2 separate regions of the Mus musculus genome follow, and region 2 is linked to region 1. A link is a contact called in public promoter capture Hi-C data. All regions are on one chromosome and are shown on one strand. Each heading gives the region's core, a stretch centred on a gene start, on an enhancer-like site or on the middle of the called end of the contact. The rest is flanking DNA. Distances are from core to core; before and after follow the strand shown. Region 1 overlaps Rere (arginine glutamic acid dipeptide (RE) repeats). Region 2 holds the start of 1700045H11Rik (RIKEN cDNA 1700045H11 gene).

Region 1 (7,619 bases), core at 2,041-4,540:
CACAGAGAAAACCTGTCTCGGAGGAAAAAGGAAAAAGAAAAAAAAAAAAAGAAAAGAAAAGAAAACAAAGGAAAACCAGAATGACGAGGTGGCTCAGTGGTTAAGAACACTGTCTGCTCTTCCAGGCCTGGGTTTGATTCCTAGCACCTATATGGCGGCTCACAACCATCTGTGACCCAGCTCCAGAGCATCTGATGCCTGCTTCTGGCATCCTCGGGAACCTTATGAATGTGTATGAAGTAAGACACTCATACACATACAATGAAAAAAATTAATAAATAAATGCTAGGCATGGTAGTGCAGGTCTTTGATCTGGCACTGAAGAGGCAGAGGCAGGTAGCTCTTTGTGAGTTGAAGGCCAGTCTGGTCTACACAGCAAGCTCTGGGCCACCCAGGGCAACACAGCAAGACCCCATCTCAAAAAGAGATTAAAGAGAGTGCTGAGATTAAAAGTGTGCAACACCACAACTTGGCCAACAAATGGTTCTCTAATCAGGCAATTCAGGGCCAAGGGGAAAAAAGGTGATAATAATGGCCAATCTTTAATTAAGATGTAAAGTGCTGCGTGCCCTGTGTTTATCTTGTCTTCCAACATTTAATCTTCTACTCCTTGAAACATCACCTTCACTCCACAAAACGAACAGAACCGTAATTATTGTTATCAGAACTTTTAGACAAGAATAAGAGGTGAAAAAGTTTAAAAGTAATACATCCAAGGTCACATAGTGTACTGGCTGGTTTTGTGTCAACTTGACACAGCTGGAGTTATCACAGAGAAAGGAGCTTCAGTTGAGGAAATGTCTCCATGAGATCCAGCTGTAAGGCATTTTCTCAATAGTGATCAAGGGGGAAAGGCCCCTTGTGGGTGGGACCATTTCTGGGCTGATAGTCTTGGGTTCCATAAGAGAGCAGGCTGGCCGGGCGTGGTGGCCCACGCCTTTAATCTTTTAATCCCAACACTCGGGAGGCAGAGGCAGGTGGATTTCTGAGTTCGAGGCCAGCCTGGTCTACAGAGTGAGTTCCAGGAGAGCCAGGACTATACAGAGAAACCCTGTCGTGAAAAAGAAAAAAAAAGAAAAAAGAAAAGAGAGAGAGAGAGAGTGAGAGAGAGAGAGCATGAGCAGGCTGAGCAAGCCAGTGGAAGCAAGCCAGTAAATAACATCCCTCCATGGCCTCTGCATCAGCTCCTGCTTCCTGACCTGCTTGAGTTCCAGTCCTGACATCCTCTGGTGATCAACAGCAATGTGGAAGTGTAAGCTGAATAAACCCTTTCCTCCCCAACTGCTTCTTGGTCATGATGTTTGTGCAGGAAGAGAAACCCTGACTAAGACACATAGCAAGTGGTGTCGGGATTAAAACCCAGATTTCCAAACCACTTCCTACAAACTGTAACACAATTACACAGCAGCAGCGTCAGCTTGCTTGTGTTTGTCTGGGGAGCTTAGCATGTTGAGAACTTTTCCTGCTACAAGAATTCAACTATAGCTGATGTTTAATGGAATTTACAGGCATAGGTGGCAAATATTGTTGGAAAACACTTACATAAGAGTCAATATAACTGAAGCAAAGAAACAGGCAAAGTAACAGGCCGATGGCTTCACTTCAGACTGTGGTCTGGAGAGCTTTCCTGCTGACCAAGACTGAAGTGGAGTCCAAATCATAAGACAGAAACCCAAACCAAGAGCCCAGTGATGAAGAACTCCAGACAGGAAGTTATGGTGAAAGTAGTGCACTGAAGTAAGCCCTGGCTTGTCAGCTCCTCAAGCAACAGACTAGACACCAATTTAAGCGCAGCTGAGTGCAAGATGGGCACCGACCACGGGTTTTGTGAGAAACTTAGAAAGGCCAGAACCAGCCTAGGGCCATAGCAAGAAATGTAATTGTGCTCCCAATGGGATGAGAAACAAAGGTCTTATAAGAGAATGGTGTGATCTACATTTCTGAAAAGCTCACCTATCCTGCCATGAAAAACAGATTACAGGATGACAAAAAACAGAAGCTGAATGAAGATGTTAAGAGAAGGCTATACTTAGAGAACGAAGACAAACGTAGTCAATAGTGATTTGCTACACGGATGCTGTTGAAGAAGATGAAGGCAAGGCCCAGCACGGTACAGCATGCATATGCAAGCTGTTGTCTCTGATCAGCACAGCTACTGAGTGTCTAAAACCGAGTCATTTTAGAAGAGCCAAGCGGGAATATACCCAAGCTCTTTCAGCACCTTCTTGACCACTCAGGCCAGAGTCGAAGGCTTGAACTGTGGAATGGAGCTAACTAAATTCAGATCTTTATGCCCTTCCTTTCAAGAAGTTATCTCCACTCCACGGCCCCCGCCCACCACGGTCTCTGCCTCAGCGCCCGGTCACCACTCGGGGCAGCAGTACTCTTCCTCAGTCTCTCAACACTCTTTCACTGAGTCTGCTTCTAGCAAATGCCACAGACAGTTCCAAAAAGAACCTAATAATTGGGAATAAAGAGTTAAGTTTCAGAGCTGGAGAGCTGGCTTAGCCGTTAAGAGCACTGGCTGCTCTTCCGAAGGTTCTGAGGTCAAATCCCAGCAACCACATGGCGGCTCACAACCATCCGTAATGAGATCTGACGCCCTCTTCTGGTGGTGTCTTCTGAAGACAGCTACAGCGAGTGTACTCACATAATAATAAATTAATCTTTTTTAACAAAAAAGGAGTTAAGTTTCTAACATTCTTACAGACAGCTATTAACTTCTACAAAGAACAACTAAAGCTGCTAATTCTTAGTTTAGCGTGAGTTTCAGCTCTCTGTAATATGGATAGTAGTTCTAGAATCGCTACTAGCTCTTATCAGGGGAAGTACAAAACTTATTTTTTTCCAGAATAACACTGAAAAATTAAATTCCTTGTTTGTTTACAAGGACATGGTTGGTCTCACTCTGCAGTCCAGGCTGACATCAATCTCATGACCCTCCTGCTCAACTGAGAGTACAGGAGTGAGCCTCCTGCCTGAGTGTTTTGGTTTTTGTTGTGTTTTATTTTAAGTGTCCATGAAAACCTACTCTGCTCCCTTCAGAGCTGCTAAACACTCCAGTTAAACACTGACATGTCCTACTGTTTTACACCTTCAATAAGAAGGTCTCCTCCCAAAAGCTGAGAAGGGGAAGATGAGGAGGGGAAACTCAGTTTTCCATCGGGAATCAGAATAGGAAAACACTCATTCCTTAGGGACTCAGTGGCCATAAGCACATGGGAGTGATGCCCCGTCATGCTGCCCAGTTCTGCCTGGCAGTTCCATATCGTCCCTCCCACACCCTTCTGCTCTGCCATCCTTTTTTCTACTTACTAGATAAAAGCATATTCTTGCCACTGACTAACATGAAAGACATAACAGTGCCTTTAAAACCAGAATTAAAACAAAGATACAGTTTCATCTATTGATGGGATCACACTTAGTAGCAATGCCTTAAGATGCTAAAAGCAAACAGTGTTATTTAGGCACAGCATCTTGGGATGCTGCTTTCTCTAGCATGACAGCTCACATAGTAGACAGTAAACATCCAAGCATGCCTTTTACAAGCTGCTGAGAAAAGGAGAGGTGCGGCATATGGCAGGCCTCCTGTTGGAAACAGAGCTCGGTGCACATGTCCCCTGCAGCACAGATCACTGTAACTGTAGCAACCACAACGCTTCAAAGTCAGGACCGCGGGGAATTCCCCAAGAGGGCTAGATTCTCTGGATCTTCTGTAACTGCCAAAAGCTTTACAGAGCAGACAGAAAATACACTAAGAAAGATGTCATACCAATTTTCAACAAGGTTCCTCCACTATCCAGACATTTTCCCAAAAAGGAAACTAATAATTTAATCAGTATTTCTCAAAAATGAATTTAAATGCTTCTGATTAATATATGCATATACATGTTTTCATTCTCTAGTACAAGTATAATATAATTAAGTCAATGCTACTTAAAATCTTTTGGCTCTTGATGAGGATTGTTAGTAAAAATGATTATGAAAAACAACAGTAGCATGGAAAGAAAAAGGAAAAAGAAAAAGATGACAGAGAAGAAAACAGCAAACATTTTAAATAATAGTAGAATACAAACTGAACTACAAAAAAAGTGTGTGCCGGGCTGGTGAGATGGCTCAGTGGGTGAGAGCACCCGACTGCTCTTCCGAAGGTCCAGAGTTCAAATCCCAGCAACCACATGGTGGCTCACAACCATCCATAATGAGATCTGACTCCCTCTTCTGGTGTGTCTGAAGACAGCTACAGTGTACTTACATATAATAAATAAATAAATCTTTAAAAAAAAAAAAAGTGTGTGCCTTCTAAGGACAGTTCCTCCCACCTATCTCTTCAGTAATCACCAAGATTTATAAAGGAAACAGACACAGAAACAGTACCCAAAATTAATCACTATACAAAAGGAAGATTATCAGAGAATGTTTTGTTGTCAAGAAAGAATCTCACCAAACTTCTCCAAGTGTGCCCAGTTCTCACTACCAATAGCTAGGCTACACTCAGCCTTGGTCAGACAAAGTTCTTTTGGCAGTGGTCAGCAGTCAACAGTGAGGTGCATAATTATTTAAAGTCCTTTAAGAATAAAATAATAGCAGGGCATGGTGGCACACGCCTTTAAACCTAGCACTCGGGAGGCAGAGGCAGGCGGATTTCTGAGTTTGAGGCCAACCTGTTCTACAAAGTGAGTTCCAGGACAGCCAGGGCTATACAGAGAAACCCTGTCTGGAAAAAAACAAAAACAAAAAAATAAAATAAAATACTAGCTCTTCTAGTAGAGTTGACAGCACCAACTCTGGTTCTGGCTTTTCTGTAGTATCTTCTCCTACAGTCACTACAAAAGTTAAGTAAGAGGAGGGCTCTTCTCCATCCGCATCTACAGAAACAGCATGCTTTTGCCCGGCAGCTGGGATCTCAAGGAGCGGGCGGGCCCTCAGAGTCGTGGCCAGCACTTCCAGAGCAGTCATGGAGGCTCAGCCTGACCACAAGAAATTAAACTTTCAAAAAAAATAAAATTTAAAAAAGGAGGGGGATGTTTTTAAACATGAAGCTATTTTGTGTCCTGATAAAGAACAACCTATGGTAAGAAGAACAATGTTCTTACAGAAAGCGAGTTTATACTACCTGGACTTACATAGAAACTTCCTGGATGGAAGACAAAAAGAACAAATCCCATTTTTCCAAAGCTCCTAAACACACCCATGAAACATTTATAGTCAAGCCTGAGGAGTGTTTCTCAACACCAAATGCAGAATATGCAGAATATCCATCCCACCCACTGTCCTCAAAGGCCTAGATTCCTCTGCTTATTCCTACACAACACCAGAGACTGGTGTTAATTCTCCAGGCATCCACAAAAAAACCCTTCCTTTATATTTTGTATTTTCACATCAAATCATTAGGAATCCTTCCTTCTTAAAAAGGGGGTGGGTCCACAGGGACTACTAATGATTACATCATTTAGTCATATACCAGATCAATACCAAGCTAGGGAGGGAGGGAAGGAGGGAGGGAGAGAGGGAGAGAAAGAGAGAGAGAGAGAGAAACAAACAAACAAACAAACCACAGATCTGAAACACTTTATCCTCTTGATGTTACTTTAAGGATGGTCTAAAATTTTAAAAGACTAGTTATCCCATTCTACATATGAAGATGACACAGAGGAAATGTAACCTGTTTGTCCATTGGTCAGAAGCAGCAAAAACAGCTTTTCACCGAGACATTGGACTCAGGCTCCACTCTGGCTGTTTTTTGGGCTACTCTTCACATGAGCTTTTTTTAAAAAGTCTTTCCAAAGAAAAAAGTATGAAGCTGAACTTTGAATATGATTTTTCTCTAAGAAAAGCAAAATCTGTGTTTGTTCATGATGGGGGAGGAGGACACACCTTGAACAACACAGCAACATTTACAGGTCAGAGGACAATTCTGGGGTCTCTCCTTTATGTGGGATTGAGGGCTAGAACTCAGATCATAAGAATGTCTGACAAGTGCTCTTACTTGCTGAACCATATTGTTGAACCCACCCTTTGAAATAGCAATTCCATCGCCTCAGCCGCATGGGCACTAGGAGTAAAGGTATGAACCAACACAGCTAGCTTTGATGGTTTTTAATCTATTTTACTTTATGTGTAGGGGTGCTTTGCCTGCAGGTATGTCTGGCTCGACATGCATGCCTGGTGGTATCTGCAGAAATCAGAAGAAAGCGTCAGATTCCCTTGGAATTGGCGTTACAGGCAGTTGGGAGCTGCCATGTGGGTTACTAGGCATCAAACCTGGGTCCTCTGAAAGAGCAGCCAGGGCCCTTACTGCTGAGCATCTCTAGACCCCTTATTTCTCTCCTCCCCACCCTTCTCCTCCTCCTCCTCCTCCGCCTGCCTGCCCCCCACAACCCCCTGGACAGGGTTTCTCTGTGTAGTCTTGGCTGTCCTGGAACTCGCTGTGTGGACAAGGCTGGTCTCACTCAGAGATCTGCCTGCCTCTGCCTCCCAAGTGCTGGGATTAAAGGTGTGCGCCACCACTGCCTGGACAGCCCCCTGATTTCCAATCCTTCTACCTAAAGAAGATTTTGCAAACTAGGAAGGGAGGGAGAGTGCGAGAAAAGAAAAGGAACTTTTCACATTGTCTCCTAATTATAAGAGACAGGGATTATGGTATTTCCAGGATCCTTTCAACAGCAGTTCAGGATCACAGAAGTCTATCAAACACAAGTAAAGAGCAGGAATTCAGGAAAGTCCAAAGCAACTGCAAACAACCTATTGAAGAGCAATGTAAATGATGCTCAACAAAGCACCTAGATGAACTCTGGAACCTAATGAGTATTCAGTCTCCTTTCCTATACCACACTATTTCAAGTAACCAAACCTATTTCCTTTACAGGAAATCGACGGCACCCAAAAAATCCAAACCAAAACAAAACAAAAAACCAAGAAACTCATTCCAGATCATTTATGCTGACAATAACTTAGTACCAAACTAAGAGAAACAGACTGCTCTGCAGCTCCTGCAGAGGATGCATGCCTAGTTCTCACGACCCATGTTGAGGGGCTCACAACTTGCCTGTAACTCCAGCTCCATGGTCTCTGACACTGTTTTCTGGCTTCTGAGTACACTCACATGCGTGTGCATTGACATGCAAACATACACATAAATAAGAAATTACAAAAGAAAATACCAAACTAAATCACTGCATAGTTTGCTTTCATAATTCTACAAAATACTTTCCAAAAGTATTTAAATCCTATTTAAAGAAACGATTAAATTATTACTGAACAGTAATAATAATAACAACAACAACAACAACAACAACAGTAATCAACAGTCCTGGGCTATTAAAAAGAGATGTATATTATGTTATTTTAATAGGCTTGAATGAGGAAGGCTCAATATTATTTCAATTTTTAAAGGTCTGTTTATGAAATACAATCATCTTCCATTAAAAATGCAAGCTGTGTTTCAGAAAAAAGCTCTGTAAATGATTCATAGGAGACGGCTCTCCACTACCATCCTCCTCTCCTGGGAGTTCCCTTCTGGTGTTTCATCAAACTACTCAAGCTATTATTAAGGATGCTTCCCTGTGATAAAAGGAGGGAAGATTAAAAAAAAAAAAAAAGACAACAAAAATATACTT
Region 2 (7,619 bases), core at 3,003-5,502, 520 kb before region 1:
AGATCTGACTCGGCTCCGGTGAGCCACAGTAATGCCACGGCTTACTTCAGGAAGCTTGGCCTCAAAGTTTATGCTCTCGACCATACCACAGCCTCTCTTTTAAAGTCTTAGGCTCTTCAAATTACTGGAACAAAATGACTTAAGATACACACTTGACTCCTCTGAATAAGGCAGGTACATTTTTTGGAGGGATTCTATTTGGTGTTCCCTTAGATAACCTGTAGCCTATGAAAGTTCCCATTTCACTTCCTCACATTTTCCTACTAAAAGTTATCAGTTATATACTTGGCCTAGATATCTAAAATGGGCAGATCAAGGTATAATCATCTATGACCAACTGGAATAATTCTTTTGATGCTCTTTCATCTTTACTGATACAATGCCTCGCCACAATGGAATCTCAGACATAGTCTCTGACCTCGCACAGGTTTACCACATATATCCAAGAAGCTTCCTTTAAACTCTCTCATTGCATGGATCCCAATGAAACCATTATAACTTTGCTCTATCACAAAACCTAAAATTCAGGCTGAAGAGATGGCTCAGCAGTTAAGAGCACTGACTGATCTTCCAGAGGTCCTGAGTTCAATTCCCAGCAACCACGTGGTGGCTCACAACCATCTGTAATGGAATCTGATGCCCTTTTCTGGTGTGTCTGAAGATAGCTACAGTGTATTCATATAAATAAAAATAAATAATTTTTAAAAAAATCCTGAAATTCAGTAATAGGATTCTTTTATCTGTAAAGCACTCTACAAATTACAAAGCTCTCTCTTATATACTATCTACACATCCCTGTAAGAGGCAGGAATTATAATCTCCATTTTTGCTTTAAAGAAATGAAGTGAGTTGAGACACCCTGCTGACTGAAGCATCCTACCTGGGCTGTTCTGCGCTGTCAGCCAGCCAGCGCTCTCTTCACCCACTCCTCCTTTCTATCGTCATTTTAGGCAATAGCCTTGGTTCTCCTAATATTCTTGCTGACCTAAAATCATGTTTCTATAAAAAGGAGGGCTACATAAGACCTATGTGCTAGCTACCTGCAATGACAGGAACTGGAACTCAGCTTTCTTCAGGTCAAACTCTAAGAAAGCAAACATTTATTTTCACAAATACATAGGAATGCTTCTTCTGGACTAGATTCATCAGATGAAGAAAAATGGTTGTTGGCTGATGAGGCCATCTAACGAGGATGAGGATAATTTCACATGGGGTTATCTCTCAAGGAAATGAGCAGGGCACAATGGCAGGATAAGGAGGCAGAGAGCTTATTTACACAGGTGGTCAGGGGAGGCCTCCACAGATAGGCGACATTCACAACTGATTTCCTTTTTTTATTTAGTTTTTTGTTTTGGTTTTCCAGACAAGCTTTCTCTTTGTAGCTCCAGCTGTCCAGACATCACTCTGTAGACCAGGTTGGCCTTAGAACTTAGAGATCTGCCTGCCTCTGCCTAGTGCTACTGCTAGGATTAAAGGTGTGTGCCACAGTGCTAAGAACTGATTTCTTAAATAACATAGCCAGCCATGAGACGAGGCCAGAAAAGAACATGTGAATTAAGAATCTGTAACTTGTGAAGTTTCTTCTTAGCTATGGGTTGTAAGAGCTTTTGAGCAGGAAGCTAACCATCCTATTTCCAAACTGAAAAGGGCTCGAATTCCACATTTTAAAGATATATTCAGCAAGGCCTGGGAAATCAGTCACTTTGCAATAGTCCCACTCCAATTTTACAGTACAAAGGAATTGACTAAAATATCAATGAAGACTCCTAATCTTGTCTTTTGAAGTTTGAATCCCACACTTTTTTTTCTTAACACCCATCCTGTTAAGCTAGTAATTTATAGTTTAGACCCTGAAGTTCACCAGTTTTATCCACATCAAGTTTAAACTGTGGGAATGATGCCAGAATACCACAGGTGGATGGTTTTTATCTAGTTACTGTTCATTAGCTTTCCCATGTCCTGGCCAAATGTCTGCAAAGGATGCTATCTACGTGCATCTGGATGGTGAGGCACCAGTTCATATTTATGGAGATTAGGAGCAGAGCTGCTTCTCTGGTAGAGGGAGCCAGGGACATTCAAATTCCTAGAATTACCCTGGGCACCACCTTTCCCTCCTCTGCTTGCCTTTCCAAAGCAACCTGATGTAGGTATGCTGACAATCAGGTCAGTTGCAAGCTGGTGTGGTGCACCTGTAATTTAGGGAACTTGCTTTTAAAAGCTACTATTAGTATGAGCTGAAAGGCAGTATTCATCTAGTACAGCTTTGGAGAAGTGGCAATAAAGACTCAGTTTCATAAAACATAAAACACCTAGAGACTACGACATAATTAAGTCATACAAAAGGCTCACCAGTATCTACTATGAACCCAAAGTAGGAAATCCAACTCATTAAAAAACAATAATTCTACCTCTCAAAAATATGAGAAATCCAGACATTTCATAGCAGCTATTAACAAGGAACAACAGATTTTCTTTCCAAACCTTATCAGTTCTTGGACCAATCCTGTTAAGCCTTAAAATGTAAACCATGCTTTCCTGCATGTATTTAATCAACATGAACTATATTCAAGGCTGTGTAAAATAAGAGCTGTTCAGGGCATTTTCCAGCCCTTAAGGAGTTTACCATCTGATTTATTTGCCAAGATACAGATTTACAGTTTGAGATTTTTACCACTGATCAGCAAATGTCCACCAGTGCACAGGAGAGGGAGTGAAGGCCATGACAGAGTGCCCAGCCTTTTTAAACATCTTCATGTATTTCCTCTCAAACCTGATAATATCCGCCAGAGTTGACAGGTTAGTACGAAACCAGCTTATTCCTTACAAAATTTGCTCTTTTACTGATAAAGGTATTTAGATTATCTTTGGTCTCTATTTTGGTAAAATCTCTCTTAAAATCTCCATGTTTCAAGAAAAAAAAAAATTTAAAGGCAAGAGCCACCACAGTGAACTCAAAAATGTCCCAGTCTTAATAGATGCATATTCACTATACCTGTATAGACTTAAGGAAGTGTAAAACTGTAGAACTTTTCTTTTTTCTTTTTTTTTCCAGGATGAAAAAAAAAAAAAAGGCAATTTATACCTCACCTTTCTTCACCCCTGACAGTTGCCTGGAAACCAGTCCTGCCCTACCTGTGCTACAGGTGTACCTCCCGTCACATCTCTTTTAAAGCTACAGTCTCTATTCTTACTACACTTAAGTTTATGACTAACAATCTATTCACATTTTTATCAGGTAGGAGACTGGTTTCTTTCAAGCAATGATGAAATCCTAATAAAGACTGAGGAAGCACCCATCCAGCACCACCAATCACGATTAATTTGAACAAAGATAGGATATACGTATAAAAACAGGATACTGCCAAGGAGCCTTGGCGTTTGAACAGTTCTGTCTGCATTTTCACTCCTTTAATATATAAGTCATTTAAGGCAAAGAATCATGTTTCTGGAGAGGAAAAGGCCACGGAACAACTCGGATGAATTAAAACAAATATTTTTTTTTAAAGGGGAATGACCTTCGTCGCCGAGTCTCACCGAGACTCAAGACTGGTACCAACCAGGGACTAGCAATCTCCGAGCCCACCCGCGACAGCTTCTCGCAGAAGCTTTCCGGGCCGGACCGACGGGTGCGCGGGGTGAGAGGGAAGATGGAGGGGGCCGCAGCAGTTCCACCGCATCCCTGGGCCGCAGCTGCACCGGGAAGACCGTGGAGCCGCCGCTCCGGAGCCCCAGGCTGTGGAGACGTGTCGTGTGCGCGCCGGTGCATGGCCCCGGCGAGAAGCCGAGGGCGCCCGCGGCCCGCCGCTCCTCACGCACCCCGGCCCATCCCGGGAAGCGGAGTGCCGGAGGCTCCGGCTCCAGCCCACCGCCCGTCCGCCCGCCCTCCGCGCCCCGGCCCCACGTCTCCCGACGCCCGCCAGGCCCCTTACCCCAAGGGAGCGGGACCCCGCGGCGCCCTCCCGCGCATGTCCGTCCCGGCTGGCTCAGCGCCGCGGGCTTAGGGGCCCGAGCATCGCGCAGGCGCCTCGCCGCTCTCTTGCCCTCGCTCTTTCTCTCTGCTCGCTCGCAGGCTATGCTCGCGCTCGCTCGCTCGCACAGCTCACGCTCCGCGCCTCGCACTCGGCCGCCGACGCCGGCGCAGCCGACGCCCGTATTTATACGGTGAGCGACAACGTGACGTCAACGCCCGCAGCCCCGCCTCCTTCACGCAGCCAATCCGGGCGGGCGGACGCTTAAAGGGGCGATGCCGCTACCGAAGAGTTTGCGTGGGGCCCGCCGGGCGGCGCTAGCAGCCTCGTCTCCTGAGGGGACGTTTCTATTTGGGCCGCCTCTGTGCGAGCTGCCTAGCCTAAGGACACCGAGTTTTCCTTAGAAGGTTGTGAGCGGCCCTGTTTCCATCCCCGGGGAGGGAAGTGACGCTGAGATGCACTTGGATCCAAGAAACTCAGGGAGCGGGAGAAAATGGGGATTGGAGAGGAGAGGGGCACCCCGAGGTGTATATATGTGTGTGTGTGTGTATGTATGTATGTATGTATGTATGTATGTATGTATGTATGTATGTATGTATGTATATCGAGGGATGGTCGAGGGATGGCGAGGAGAGTGATGAAGAACGGAGGGGGACGGTGAGGAACAACGAGGGACTGCTGTGATGATGCGAGAGAGATGAAGGGCGCTACAACCAGGGATGGATGACCATGAAGAAAGTGGTCTCTGGGAAAGAGGGCAGCGGACTGAGGGGCAGTAAGGGACAAAATGCGTCTGAAGACAGGAAGGGGCAGGGAGTGTCTGGCTAAGGACAATAAGGGATGGAGGGGCAGTGAGGAGCAGTGTGAGGCACTGCGGGACTTATAGAGAACCTCACTAATTGATCTAGGTAGTTAAGGGACGGTGTGGGAAAGGAAGGGACAGAATGGAAAGGTGAGGGGCAGCGCAGAAAGGTGAAGGACAAAGGGGACTGGGCAGTGGGCCATGCTGTGTGGGCAGGATCAGGGAGGCCTCACTCCAGGCTCCTCTGTACTTGGCTTGGCCTCCAGCAAGGCTAGGCTGATCCCGGGCACCTCCCCCAAACCTGCCCCCAGCCCTCTTGGCTTACCTGTCAAAGTGCTGTTCTCCATGTCTTTTGGCCCCAGGGTGGCCGCTGATGCCCAAGGACAAAACGCCATCAAGTCTACAGGGAGGAGGGTTCGTGGGGCAGAAATCCGGTGATGCAACTTAGGTTTATAGTTTAACCGTAAAATAAATAATACAATGATAAACCAGAGTAGTTCAAGAAAAAAGGCAAACAGACAGAAGCCCTCCAGTTTGGACTAGTACAAATTCCTCTTAATGGCACTCCACAGAGTAGAGAGCGCAGACCTATGGCTGACCTCTGTGGTCCGCACACAGAGCCCTTCCTGCACTGCAGCAAGAATGCCTGATAGTTATAGGCTTAGCACCACCTAATTGAGCCAGTTTAACATATGGAATGAGGTGCTGGCCTCATTATCTGGTTAACTATTAACTTTGTGCCCCACGAACCAAGTTGCTTCTTCCAGTATTGACTTGATTTTTTTTTTTAATTGAACTCAAAGGCCTTAACTTTAAACTCAAGGCCTGATGCACTGGATTTTTAAAAAGAAAAGAAAACTCTAAAGTCTTGCTTTGCCCACTCTCAGCGGCAGGCTACCAGGATGTTAGAAGGTTCCTCCCCTCTTTCTGATGGTCCCTACTGGCCTGTAGGGGCTGCTGGGTTGCTTCCACACCCACGCTCCTAGCAATTCAATTCTCCCATCTTTTCTTATGGCCATTCTCTTAGTAGTATTTTAATCTTATGGAAATTGGTCATTGCCACATTGTCTATTTATTATTTACTATTTATTAACATTTATTATTTACTTGTTTAAGTTTTGGTGGGTTTTAAGACAGTTTTACTCTGTAGCCCAAGCGGGCCTACAACTCACTCTACACAGCTCAGGTTAACCTCAAGCTTGGTCATCCTTTGGGCTCCAGTGTATTGAGATTTACAGGCATGAAGTCAACACGGCCAGCTTGACTCGGTTTTGTTGAAAGTCACAGAAAATCCTCTTGCCCCCCACCTTTGCTATTCCTGTTTTATCTGTATGCTATGTAAATAGCCTCCCTGTCCCTCCTTGTGTGTGTGTGTGTGTCCTCCCCTCCGTGTGTGTGTCTATGTGTCCTCCCTCCGTGTGTGTGTGTGTGTGCATGTATGTATGTGCATGTGTGTCCTTCCCTCCATGTATGTAATGTGTATGTGCCTATTTGTATGTGCATATATGTGTGTGTATGTGCATGTATGTATATGTGTATATGCTTGTTTGTATGTGTGTGTGTGTGTGTGTGTGTGTGTAAGATCTCCCTCAGAACAAGCCCTCACAGTAGAGCATTTACTATATGGGAATTCAGTGAGGTCCAGTTTCATCGGAGAAGAGCCCTAGTTACTCTGATTTCCAGTTGCCACAATGCAGTTGTAATGTGTGCTCTAGCCTTATTAGCATGCTTTTATATTCCCCTATTCACAAAACAGTGATAATCTCCACAGCAACCGCGGGATACACCCCTCTGTAGAGAAAGAAGACCAACAAGATCCTCCTTCTGCACTTGGGAGCTGGAGGATGTGCTCATGTTTTGGTAAATCATCATCAAAACAAAACAAAAAAAAAAAAGTCAGAGAATCACTTGAGTAATTCACGATTAATCTGGGTTTTTCCTTGGACCAACTTTAAACTTACAACAGAAAACATTTAGTTTCCTAGTTTTTCTGAGGGGAGGCAATTAGAGCTTCTACCTCACTGACTTTAGCTCATAATTATTCATACACTGAAGCTTTCTCAGCTGTGGAGGAAAATGTATACTCTACAGGCTACTTAGCGGTGTTGTATAATGACGCTGTTATACCAGAAACGCTGTGGAAGAGTTTGAGAAGAGTTCAAAGTGAAAATGCTCAGCCAGTCATGTGACAGGGTCCTGGAGGATTGATCGCGTACTGTTCATTGACCTTTAATAGTTCAAACGCCAGGACGGAGAGTTAGAGAAACGCTCTCCTTGCCTCCAGCCTATCTTGTTCTAAATTGTCTCTGTCTAGAAATTGAAAGCTTTTCCCCTTTCCTTTCCTTTCCTTTTCTTTTCTTTTCTTTTCTTTTCTTTTCTTTTCTTTTCTTTTCTTTTCTTCTCTTTTCTTTTCTTTTCTTTTCTTTTTGTTCATTTCCTCTTTCTTTCTTTCTGTCTGTCTGTCTTTCTTTCTTCCCCTTTTTTCAAGACAGGGTCCCTCTTTGTAGCCCTGGCTGTCCTGGAACTCACTTTGTAGACCAGGCTGGCCTTGAACTCAGAGATCCACCTGCCTCTGCCTCCCGAGAGCTGGGGTTAAAGGTTTTTGCTACCATAGCCCAGCTCCAAGTTTTCACTTTGTTAAAGTCTTTCAAAGTTTGCTTTGCTTTGAGGCCGTTCCCCCCCAAAGAATTCTGATTAGCTGGTTTCTTTAAAAGCAGAATTGAACACAGTATCTTAAAGCATTAGTTTTTTTTTGTCATGTTGACCCAGTTTGTCAGTTTGCACCATTCCACTCTTGGAGTAAGAACAAGGTTGGGGTTCTGGCTCAGGAGCCTGAGACTCATGTGGGG

Evidence for each region. Promoter capture Hi-C pulls out the DNA fragments that hold promoters and counts their contacts.
Region 2: a promoter capture Hi-C map of hippocampal neurons shows a contact between it and region 1, with 4 times the contacts expected there. The contact joins the promoter of 1700045H11Rik here to the enhancer-like site in region 1. A contact is called at or near these places in 1 of 39 promoter capture datasets (hippocampal neurons), 3 of 484 Hi-C or Micro-C datasets (cerebellum, cerebral cortex and cortical neurons), 1 of 115 datasets of contacts at active chromatin or transcription factors (astrocytes) and 2 of 9 other capture datasets (adipose tissue and macrophages).

Annotation. Positions count from the first base shown.
Region 1 is chr4:150,335,097-150,342,715 of GRCm38.p6, reverse strand. The region is part of intron 1 of Rere (arginine glutamic acid dipeptide (RE) repeats); the gene reads right to left. Among named protein-coding and RNA genes, the nearest start is that of Rere, 57 kb to the right of the region's middle. Within about 2 kb of position 3,290, at least 56 of the 459 cell types and tissues checked have an H3K27ac peak or open chromatin away from gene starts, as enhancers often do. A contact at or near this core is called in cerebellum, cerebral cortex, cortical neurons and 1 more, where this site is marked.
Region 2 is chr4:150,851,582-150,859,200 of GRCm38.p6, reverse strand. It overlaps 1700045H11Rik (RIKEN cDNA 1700045H11 gene), which reads left to right and starts at 4,252. Exons shown (of 4, transcript NR_040649.1): 1 at 4,252-4,375; 2 at 6,542-6,630. Errfi1 (ERBB receptor feedback inhibitor 1) reads right to left here and starts at 4,131. Exons shown (of 4, transcript NM_133753.2): 1 at 3,930-4,131.